2 separate regions of the Sus scrofa genome follow, and region 1 is linked to region 2. Evidence: chromatin contacts called from public HiChIP or PLAC-seq data. All regions are on one chromosome and are shown on one strand. The core of a region is the stretch at or near the end of the contact, and the rest is flanking DNA. Distances in the headings are between cores, read along the strand shown.

Region 1 (5,431 bases), core at 653-3,152, 98 kb before region 2:
TAGGCATTTATGTAGTTTTATTTACTTCCCACAATTGTTGACAAACTGTGGTTCCATTTTAATGTCATTCAAAATATTTTGTCCGTATTTTGGTAATTTCTTCTCTTCCTCATGGGTAATTTATTTATTTATTTGGCTGCGCCTGCAGCATGCAGAAGTTCCCAGGCCAGGGAATGAACCTGGGCCACAACAATGACCTGAGCCACAGCAGTGAAAATGCTAGATCCTTAACCTGCTGAGCTACCAGGGAACTCCAACCCAAGGGTTGTTTAAATTTGTGTTTTTTAATTTCCAGACATATACAGGATTTTTCAAATACCTTTCTTTGTAATTAAATTCTGTTATTATCAGAGGACCACCTATAGACTTTTAATTTTTTTTAACTTTTTTAAGATTTGTTTTGGTTCATATAGTCTATCTTGATACATATTTCGTTTGATTCTTTTTTGAACTATTTCCCATTTTCCTCTCATTATGTTCATGTTTTCCTTTAAGTCTTTGAGCTTATTTATAATAGTTGCTCTACTGCCTTTGTCTGCTGTTTCATAATCTGTGTTATATCTGGGTCGGGTCTAGTTCTATTGACTGATTTTTCTCCTGGTTGTGTGCTACATTTTCCTGTATATATGCATATCTAATACTTTTTTTACTGGATGCCAAACATTGTGAATATTACATTATTGACTGCTGGGTTTCATTCCATACTTTTAAAAATGTTGGACTTTGTTCTGATGGGCAGTAAAATTACTAGCAGTTCAGTTTGATCCTTTTAAAGCTTATTTTTAGTGTTTTTTTAGTGAGGAGGGGATCTAGTGTAGGCTTTACTTCAAGGCTAGTTAAGGTTCACTGCTAAGGTGGCATTACCCTTTTGTGGTCTCTCCTCTTCGGTTGCTGGGAACTAGAAAGATGTCTTGTCTTGTGTGAGCTCTAGGAGTCATTCAGTTTACAACTTCTTGGTAATTGTTCTTTCCTCAGAAGCAGTTTTTTTTTTGCCTGGCCTCATGCCGTTCCCCATGTGCAGATTGATATTCAGGCAAGAACTCAGTAGATCCCATGTAGATTTCTGAAGCTCTTTCGCTGGGTAGCTTTTTCCTTCAGTATTCTGTCTCATGCATTTTAGTCTCCTTGGCTTCATTGTCTTCTCAGTTCTGATCTCTGCCTAATCAGCTCAGTTAGACTCTGGACCTCACAGGGATTTCTTCCTTGTACCTGAGAGTCTGGAAATTGCCTACAAGGATAAACCTGGGGCAGTACAGGGCTCACCTCATTTGTTTCCCTTCTCTCAGGGATGGCAGACCTGTACTTGCTGTAGGCTAACATCTGAAAACAGATGTTTCATGTATTTGTCCCTTTCCTAGCTGTTTATGGCAGGTCTTAATCTTTTTGCTTTCTTACTACCTTATATATCCATTAGTTTTTTGTAAAAACTGGTTGCCATTATGGCTATTTATGCTACATTTCCTTAATGTGGGGGACATTATAATCATCTGGAGAAGAACTACAAATGTAGAAAGAACATAGTCTCTTTATTCCATAACCTGTTGCACCTGGCTGTCTTAATTCATTGTCATTCTAGATTTTCATACTGTTAATATTCCATCCCCAAAGCCAACAGCTGATAGAAACCCATAACATGCAGTAACTAATTTGACATCATATTGGGAATGTTTACCAATTGATTTTTCTTCAGAGAAACAAACCAAAAAAATAAATAAATAAACTCACTATGAATTTAATTCTTCACAGGAATTTCCCATGTCGTGATGATTTAAAAGAATAAATTTTGCATGTAAATGAATCATTACAAGCTTAATTGAAGCTTGTTGGATACTCAAGATTACTCACTGTAGTGTGTTTTTGATGGAGACAGGAAGTGAAAAAAGCAAGGTCTATGAGATTTGTGTATGTGTGAAGTCATTTAATGTTTCTCTTTGAGGCTTTGGTCACTAGGGTAAATGACTCAAGGTATCTATTGCTGCTTTGCTGTTTTTAAGGGGAATTTCCCCCCATGTTCCTCTCCTCCTGAAAATAACTAATTATATACTGGAAGTTTCAGTACACTGTTCAGTTTGTGAAGTCAGCATATTTCTGGAAGCCCACTGTGAATGTAATTCTTAGCTGTACTGATGCTTTTGTTTCTCCATCCCTGCAGCCAGCACTGTACTGTAAAGGACACAATTCTATCGCTATTTTTTTTTTTCCTTCACATTTGATGTGGTAGTTTGCATACAGCTGCAGAGTAGACAGTTACCTTTGAAAGGAACATTTGGCCGCTCTAATTTGATTAAAGAAAACCACCTCAATCATTTCTAGACTGAGAACGTTTTCATTTTAACTTGGCAGTAGGAGTTGGGAATGTACTCAGAGCACTTAGATATGTGGGGGAGCAGTCAGGGAACAAAACCAACTGCTCAGATGAAGAAAGCTTTAGTGCAGTTTTTTTCCCCCAGGGCAACCAGTGCTATATAGGATTGCTTCTCTTTCTCTCCCAAATTTTCTACACCCATGATTTTCACCTCCATCTCTTTTTCACAGTTACTTACTCAAGAATTCCAGTAAACTGATTCTGGCAGGGGTAAATTGCTACCCTAATATGATTTGAAGTACTTTGAGGGCCTGAAAAATTATCCCATTTTAATGTAGAAATAAAACCCCAAATCATAAACGATTGTGAATCGCCTTTGCTTTCTTGGCCTCGGTTGGGAAAAAAAGGTTTGAGATCATGGGTATGCAGACCGAGGTTGGGAATTCAGCTGCAGCTTGCCTAGAGGAAAATCGCTCAGTGTCAGGAGCCTGCAGCCCTGGTGCTAGGCAATTATCTCACACATGTGTCCTTTGCTTCTGAGATAGAAGATCTGATCACCCAGTTTGTATGACAGTTGAAAATACATTCTGCTGCTTGTGGGTTGGCATCAACCTCATAGATGTTATTGAACATGATTGAGCAGGGACTTTTGAATGCCTGTAGGGTAAACCATGAACAAATTCATGAACCACAGTGCAGTAATTTAACGTGTTGTATTCTTGGGAAAGGTACTGTGCTGGCATCTTAAAATTTAAAAGTTTCAGGAGTTCCCATCATTGCTCAGTGGTTAGCGAATCTGAGTAGGAACCAGGAGGTTGCGGGTTCGATCCCTGGTCTCCCTCAGTGGGTTAAGAATCCGGCATTGCCATGAGCTGTGTGGTGTAGGTTGCAGACACGGCTCGGATCCCTCTTTGCTGTGGCTCTGGTGAAGGCCAGCGGCTACAGCTCCGATTAGATCCCTAGCCTAGGAACTTGCGTATCTGCGAGTGCGGCCCTAGAAAAGACCAAAAAAAAAAAAAAAAAAAATTAGAAGTTTGAGCGTGAAATTTTAAAATGATAAGTTTGAGCTTACATGCAGGGCCTTGGGAATACCACCACATTATTGTTTATTGAACAAGCCATGTTCCAGGTATCAGTGTCTTGAAGCTATTCTCTGCTGTAATGGCTGCCTGGGGCTTGCTATCTGTGAGAAAACTAGGCAGCCCCAGTAGGACTGAATCATTCTGTGTAAGAGAGTGAGAAATGCACACAATATTAGAATTTGAAGAGGACTTCATTGGGTTCAGCTACCCATTCCATGAACAAAACCACTCTCCTAAAAAAAAAAAAAAAAAAAAAAAAATCCAAGTGGTTGTATTAAGGATGTTTAATAAATGTTTGCTGCTTGGTGGAGCTGTTTGGTCACCTGGCATTCTTCTCCATCTTCTGTCATCTTTCAGGTGCTGCAGTCCTTTCCACATTTAATCTCAAGACTTAATGCATTGGAAGCCACCCTAGTCTTGTTCTTCCTTTTGAGAATCAAGGGTCGAGAAGCATCTTCCTGCTATTTTTACACACAGTAGGGAGAGTGTAAATCTTTTCAGTCCCATCTGTGTCAAAAAAGCATATAAAGATGGTAAAGGGACTGAAAAAAATGACCGCCCAGAGGCCACTGCTAAATCTAGGTTTGGGGGCTCAAGGTTTTGGGAGGATATAACTTTGTAAATGTAGTCAAACCCCTGGTTAGTTCACAGTACTTATTTATTCCATAATACATTATGTAGTAAATAATGTGCTACAATGCAATAAAATATTGCAAAAAGTAATGCTTGCTGTTTTTCTTTTGTTTAGATACTACAGGTACAACATTAAACAGAATTTTAAAAAGTTAAATGCTGATGATTGAGGAAAAGTTGATCTAATTTGAATAAGGTATTGGAGACATGTGGATTCTGCAGGAAAATGATGAATACCAGGTCTTTTGGGGGGTTTTCTTTTTCTTTTTAAAGGCCACACCTGCAGCATATGGAAGTTCCCAGGCTAGGGGTTGAATCAGAGCTGTAACTGCTGGCTTACACCACAGCCACAGCAACACCAGATCCAAGCCTTGTCTTCGACCTACACCATAGCTCATGGCAATGCTGGATCCTTAACCCACTGGGCAAGGCCAGGGACGGAACCTGCATCCTCAGGGATACTAGTCAGATTCGTTTCTGCTGAGCCACGACGGGAATACCAGTTCTTTATGTTGCATCAACTTCCTCTTCCCTCAATAAAATATTACTGTAATATTTCTCATATATGACTGCCTTTTTAAAAGTATACTTTTATATAGTCCAATACTACCGAGCACTGTCCATGGACAAGTGTTAGTCTTCCCAGGTTTATCTTTGTGTGTGGATTCTAACCTGAATGATAGACATTCAGATGCACTAAAATTATTGAACGTTTCTCTGAAGATGCATAGAAGCTAGCCTGACACCGAGGTTTGGTTTTGTTTTGATCTGTTTTTAAATAGATAAGGAACGTGCCATTCCTTTTTGCCTGGCAGTTGTCTACTTCTTAAGTGCAATTAATATAGTTATTCTCACAACCACAGTCACAGAGGCTGAGAGAGGATGGTTATTCCCATTTTTCCCATAGAGAAACAGGCACAGAGCATCTAAAGGATCTGTTCAAGGTCACCTTGAGTCCAGGTGTTATTTCTCCTTAGGGTTTGCTCTGTAGGATTTTAGTAATGCAGAGATCATGGGGTCAGAGGACTGTTTGGGTCGGGCCTGTTTGGGAAATTAAATGCACATGTACTGCAGGCCAACAGAAGCTTGCTGATTATTTCAGGAGGACCCTGTATTCTGATACCAGAAACTAGAGGTATAATTGCTTCATTGTGACAGGTATTAAAAGCTATGTATATAACATACATGTTTTAAAATTAAATTTTTTTTCAGCCATTTGCATTAACAGCCACATGCAGAGACATGCATGTGGAATTGGGACTATTAATAGTGTTATTTTTGTTAGGGTTCATGCTGCCCCCCAGCCTGATGGCAGTCAGCTTTCCATTCCCTAGGCCAGCGAGAAAAGGAAGGAAGAGCAGTAGGTCAAAGGAAGTACACTCACCTCTGAATCTGGCACCAGAAATGCTGA
Region 2 (5,363 bases), core at 127-2,626:
AAACCATAAATAAAAACAGGAAACCCAGTTGGGTTTGTTTTGATTTTTTTATTATTATTATTAAATTTGAGGAACGATAGCCCAGCTTGTGCGCAACACCAGTTAACATTCCATTCTTGCCGAAAGTTGATATGTTCAGACAGGAAAATGTAGACAAATGATTTCATACAGAAAAGGGGAAAGGCAGTCATAAATACCTGATTTTTTTCAGTATCTAGTTTGTACTACATACGCTGTATTTCTATGGTGACTTAAAGTGAAAAAATAAAAAGGAGTATGATTCCCTTTTGGGTACTGCATTAACATTTTTTTTCCCACTGTTTTATTTTTTTCTTTTTAAGGAAAATTCCTTTTCTATGGTGATACATTGGTTTACATATACATGGTGACATATAAAGACTTGGAATCACAGTCGTTTCAGACTGAGCTGGTATTTATGTTTCATATTTCTTGAAGAGAAAAAGGCCGTGCTCCACTTCCTGGAAATACTCATTTTTTAGTAGGTTATGTCATACAGGAACTGAGAATCAAGTCAATTTGCGGAATGTTAAAGAAATTACAAGTTCAGTGATTCAAACTGACGTTTTACAGCCATGAGACATACTAACATATTACCTGTCTTTCAAAGCCTGACTCAAAAGTCACTGTCTGGCACCCCCTGCAGAAACTACCCCCTCACCTTCCTCCTTCATCGTTTCCAGAGGAATATTTTATGAATGTCTTTCATAATACTGCTTTCTATCTTGTCTGCAGTTAGTTGGGGGTTTTATCAGGCTGTAAGTTCCTTGAAGGAGCTGGCCGTTTGTGTAGAAACTAAGTGAGGACAGTCATCCTGAGTCTGGACTCTGGCTGTGGCTGTAGTTGGTGTAACACAGGGCCCTATGACTTGGCTTATTTTCCTCCACTAAGGGAGGGTTTAGTGCCCTTAACTGAGTGCCTTCCGCATGGCATTTCAGGTTTCTTTCGGAAGTATTAGGTTCTTGCTGCTCAACATACAGTCAGGCATGCCTCTGTCCCCGTGCAGAGGAAGGGTTGTTTATACCTATTTCTGTAGAGGTTACAGAATCAAGATGTAGATGGCTGCAGTGAGTGCCTTAGACCCAGGCAGGACGGTCCTGTGGCCCGGGTCTCGTGCTTTTGAGAAGCCTGCGCTACCTGTACCCCAGCCACCCCTCCCTTGATGGGGCATCGAGCCCAGGCTACCAAGCAGAAGTGTCTTGTTGAGCCTGAGACCCCCACCCTCACCTGGTCACACTCAGGACGTTGAAATTCCCTGACCAAATGGGAACTGCGTGGGCTCTTCTTAGTCCTCCCTGCTCACAGCAGATTGTGCCACTCGCGTGTTCACCCCGAGCCTAAGGGGCGGCAGTTTGCAGACATCAGGCGGTTTGGAGGCACGGAACTAGGCTGGCCATAAGTATGCATGTGAGGCCCTTAGTCGTGCAAGGAGGAACTGAGGATACGAAGGGAAATGGGGCTCATTATATTCAGTTCCTGGCGTGGGTTCTTCCTATCAGAAGAGTTTCTCTGAAACCATGGAAATCAACTTCTGTGACCTGTAGTGAAATACTACTTTTGTGGAATTTCCAAAGAGAACAGGTTATAGGGAATGTCTTTCCATTGCACATAAGTAATATGTAAGAATCATGGCCTGCGCAGTTACATAATCTCTGTGGCAAATAAATTTCAAGAATACAGGCATACCTCGTTTTATTGTACTTCACTTCGTTGCATTTAGCAGATGTTGCATTTTTTACAAATTGACCTTTTGTGCCAACCCTGTGTCAAGCAAATGCTGTTTTTCCAATAGCGTTTGCTCACTTGGTGTCACGGCCTCACATTTTGGTAATTCTGGCAATGTTTCAAACCTTTTTGTTATTATATTTGTTGTGGCGATCTGTGATCAGAGAGCTTTGATTTTTCTATTTTAAAAAGATTATGAGCTGCTCAAGGCAACATTTTTTAGTAATAAAGCATTTTTTAACAATAAAGTATTTTTTAATCAAGGCATGTACTTTTTTTTAGACACAGTGCCATTGCACACCATAGCAGACTCTAGGCTCTAGACTAAGAGACTATGGAATAGTGTAAACACAACTGTTATAGGCATCAGGACACCAGAAAATTCACAGGACTCATTTTATTGCCATATTCGCTTTATTGCATGGTCTGGAACTGAACCCCACCATGAAATCTCTGAGGTCTGCCTGTATATGCGTATTCAGTAGAATGACTATATGACTAAAATTACATTGAGGGGAATTCTTAAGGCAGCATTTCTAAGTACGTTCCATATTAGATGCGGTGTGTAGTGCAAGTCATTTTTGTCTGTCAGGATGAAAGGGAAACAGAGACCAACCTCTCAGCATGCAGGTTGTGCATCAGGTCTGATGGGAGATTCTGAGAAGCAGAGCCTGGCCTGTTACCAGCAGCCCGATGATGACTGATCATCTGTAAAGCACTATGAACAGCAGCTCAGGCGAGGAGCGCATCTGCAAAATCCTTATTAATTTTTTTTTTTCTAAACTGAGCCATACAGCATGCAGGGTGATGCTGTTGCTATTGGATTTGGTGGTTTGGAAACTCCTTATCAGCCTTCTTGAAAGTGGGGAAACTGAGACTCAGGCAGGCAGTTTGTAACCCGGCCAAGTCTGAATTCACCAAATAGATTGTCACTGGCTCGGGGTGGCTAATGTTTACATTCTGACTCTCCCGTTAATAACCCCACCCCTTCCTCTTCTCCCCACCATGGGGTCCAGTACTTCAGAGGGTATCAAACAATGTTCTCTGGAACCCTTGGGTTTTACAGAGGGTATCCAAAGATTCCACACATATTCAACAGTCCGTTTTTTTTTTGGCCACACCCACAGCATTCAGAAGTTCCCAGGCCAGGGATCAAGCCCAAGCCACAGCATCAGTCCAAGCCACAGCAGTGACAACCCCAGATCCTTAACCCGCCGCGCCACCCGTGAACTCTGCAACAGTCCATTTTTAAAAACATGCTTTAAGTCTTGTTAAAACCGCAATTAAAAAACAACCAGCCCATGTCACATTTCGACACAGTGGGGAACACTGAGGCATGAACTTTTTACCTCCTGGTTAATTTGCTTTTTATGTAGACCTCAGGATAAAACTTCTTTAGCCACAGTTGTGCACACTGGAACCCCTTGTAAATGTGTCATTGCTTAGAAAAACCAAGCGTGCTCTTGATTTGTTCCTGTGTGTTCGCTCCCTTAAAATCACCCAAGTGCATCTTCACAACAGTTCACACACACCTACCGCTAAGCTCACAGTACCACGTGAGACCACTTCAAGGGCCATCTAGGGCAGTGCCAGGGCTGACGTTTTTATATCCAGATGTAATTGCAAGCACTCATGCAGTTAAGTGCCGGGACAGCCACCACAAAGCCACCTATGGATAGGGAAGAGTCTATGCCTTAAAAGGAAGTCGTTCCTTTTAGTGCCTCAGTAACTTCACGTGCTCAGATGCAGTCCAGGATTGGTCTGCAGTCAACCAACTTCTGTTCCACAGGAGTTTTCAGTTTTTTTGAAGGGCTTTTATACAATCGTTAGAAACAGGGAAGAATTAGCATGTTTCCGCCAAATGCCTGCCCTGACATACAGTTTGGAGAAAATATCCACTTTGTACCATAATGGAAGAGTGAGAATGTTCTCCTCTCTTTTTAGGGATTTAATAAAATTCTCCAAAGTGAATTACATTCTTCTCCAAAGTTCTTTCTTTCTCATACCGTAATTCTCATTGAAAGGCTTAGGTGTTCTGAAAACATCTCCTGCTCTATAGAAATAAACCAAAAGATAGCAAGTAAATAATAAACATAGAAAGACTTATTTGACAGCTGTAAAAATTACAAAAACTCACTGGAGGATTTTTTTTTTATATGGAACTGATAAGATTTCCAAAATGCCTTATTACAATCACTCATTTATTTAATACCACAAGTATTACCAAAAAATTAAATTGTTTACACCCCTTCTTGTGCCTTTGGCAGTAGATGATTTCTCACTCCAGCGCCAGTATTGGTAGTGTTTAGTCAACAATAAACCTTGTGGGAGTTCCTTGGTGGCCTCACCATTAAGGATTCAGCTTTGTCACTGCTGTGGCTCGGGTTCAGTCCCTAACCGGGGAACTTCTGCATACCTCAGGCATGACCAAAAGAAAAAAGAAGAAATCTTGTGGATTCAGAAAGGTTTCAATAATCCGGGGATATAAAATTAACGAAATGGAGTTGCAGCATTCAGTCAACAAACACTGCTCACTTTCCATGTGCCGAGCACTGTTGATGAACCAGAGGAACCAGGGTGAACAGAAAGGGACAAGGTCTTTGCTCTCATGGAGTTCACAGTCAAAAGGGGGAGACAGCTCTCCCCCCAGGTGTCACACCAAGAAATGCCTAGTCAGAAACAGAACTGCAATACAGGAAAAGGACAGAGTTCTAGGAGGCCCTGAGACTCAGAAATCTTCTTAGGGCTGGGGTAGGGATGGGGGCTGTCAGGGAAGCCAGCCCCCCTGCACCACACCACTACAAGAGGTCACCAGTGTCCTCCTCTCGGAACCTGCCTGGACGTGGGCCCCACGGATGTGTACATCCTGCAGCCTGTGCTTATTTTCTTCGTTTGTGTTTGGAATCGTTCATTTTATAGCACCCCATTGGCACCACCAAGTTGACAAAGTGAAGCAGGACCAGAGATCAGAGAACAATGTCATCTTTTACAGGAGAAAATAAATTGTTTGTGCTTGTTTCCTCTCCGTGCGTGTTGTATTTACTATGGAGACCTGGCAAGGTCTGTGCCTCGGCTTGGGCAGCCGAGCTGCTCCCACAGAAGCCTGCAAACGCTGCCAGTGCATACTGAGTAAATCAAACTGAGAGCACGAACCGAGTATAATGGAAAAAACCCAAAGCCCTGTCGCCCCGGCACCTCGACAAAAGTGCAGGACACACCTCTGAAGCCGGAAAGGCTCCTGGAACTCCCTCCCCGCTCGACCTCTCCTTGCCATGACACAACCAGGGCTGTTTTGTGAAAACCGTGCAGTTGCCAGTACATATTTCATAGTTAACAATGGAGTGTTTGTGCCGGTTTCGTTTTCACTTTCACCAGTGAGGGAAGTGGAGCACAATGGGGCAGCGCACAGGACTGGGAACAAGATACGTTTTCGGTAGGATTCCCAGGGCTGGGTACGTGGAAAACACCAGAGCCAAGACAAACATGAAAACCCATCCAGATCCTCCGCTACGCATTCTCAGTGGCAATAAAACACATCTTGAGTTACTGTCTGATAGGTCGACTATCGCTTCAGTAAAGGCAGACGCTGTTGACCGCTGTGAGAGTTGCTTCCATGCAGA

The links. HiChIP or PLAC-seq counts read pairs in DNA pulled down with a chosen protein or histone mark.
Region 1: an H3K27ac HiChIP or PLAC-seq map of alveolar macrophages shows a contact between it and region 2. The contact joins two enhancer-like sites. A contact is called at or near these places in 4 of 47 Hi-C or Micro-C datasets (embryonic fibroblasts, mesenteric adipose tissue, omental adipose tissue and 1 more) and 1 of 2 datasets of contacts at active chromatin or transcription factors (alveolar macrophages).

What each region holds. Positions count from the first base shown.
Region 1 is chr9:72,737,147-72,742,577 of Sscrofa11.1, reverse strand. All of the region lies in intron 2 of CDK6 (a long non-coding RNA gene), which reads left to right. Among named protein-coding and RNA genes, the nearest start is that of CDK6, 26 kb to the left of the region's middle. Within about 2 kb of position 1,902, at least 10 of the 83 cell types and tissues checked have an H3K27ac peak or open chromatin away from gene starts, as enhancers often do. A contact at or near this core is called in alveolar macrophages, where this site is marked.
Region 2 is chr9:72,638,379-72,643,741 of Sscrofa11.1, reverse strand. All of the region lies in intron 4 of CDK6 (a long non-coding RNA gene), which reads left to right. Among named protein-coding and RNA genes, the nearest start is that of CDK6, 120 kb to the left of the region's middle. Within about 2 kb of position 1,376, at least 13 of the 83 cell types and tissues checked have an H3K27ac peak or open chromatin away from gene starts, as enhancers often do. A contact at or near this core is called in alveolar macrophages, where this site is marked.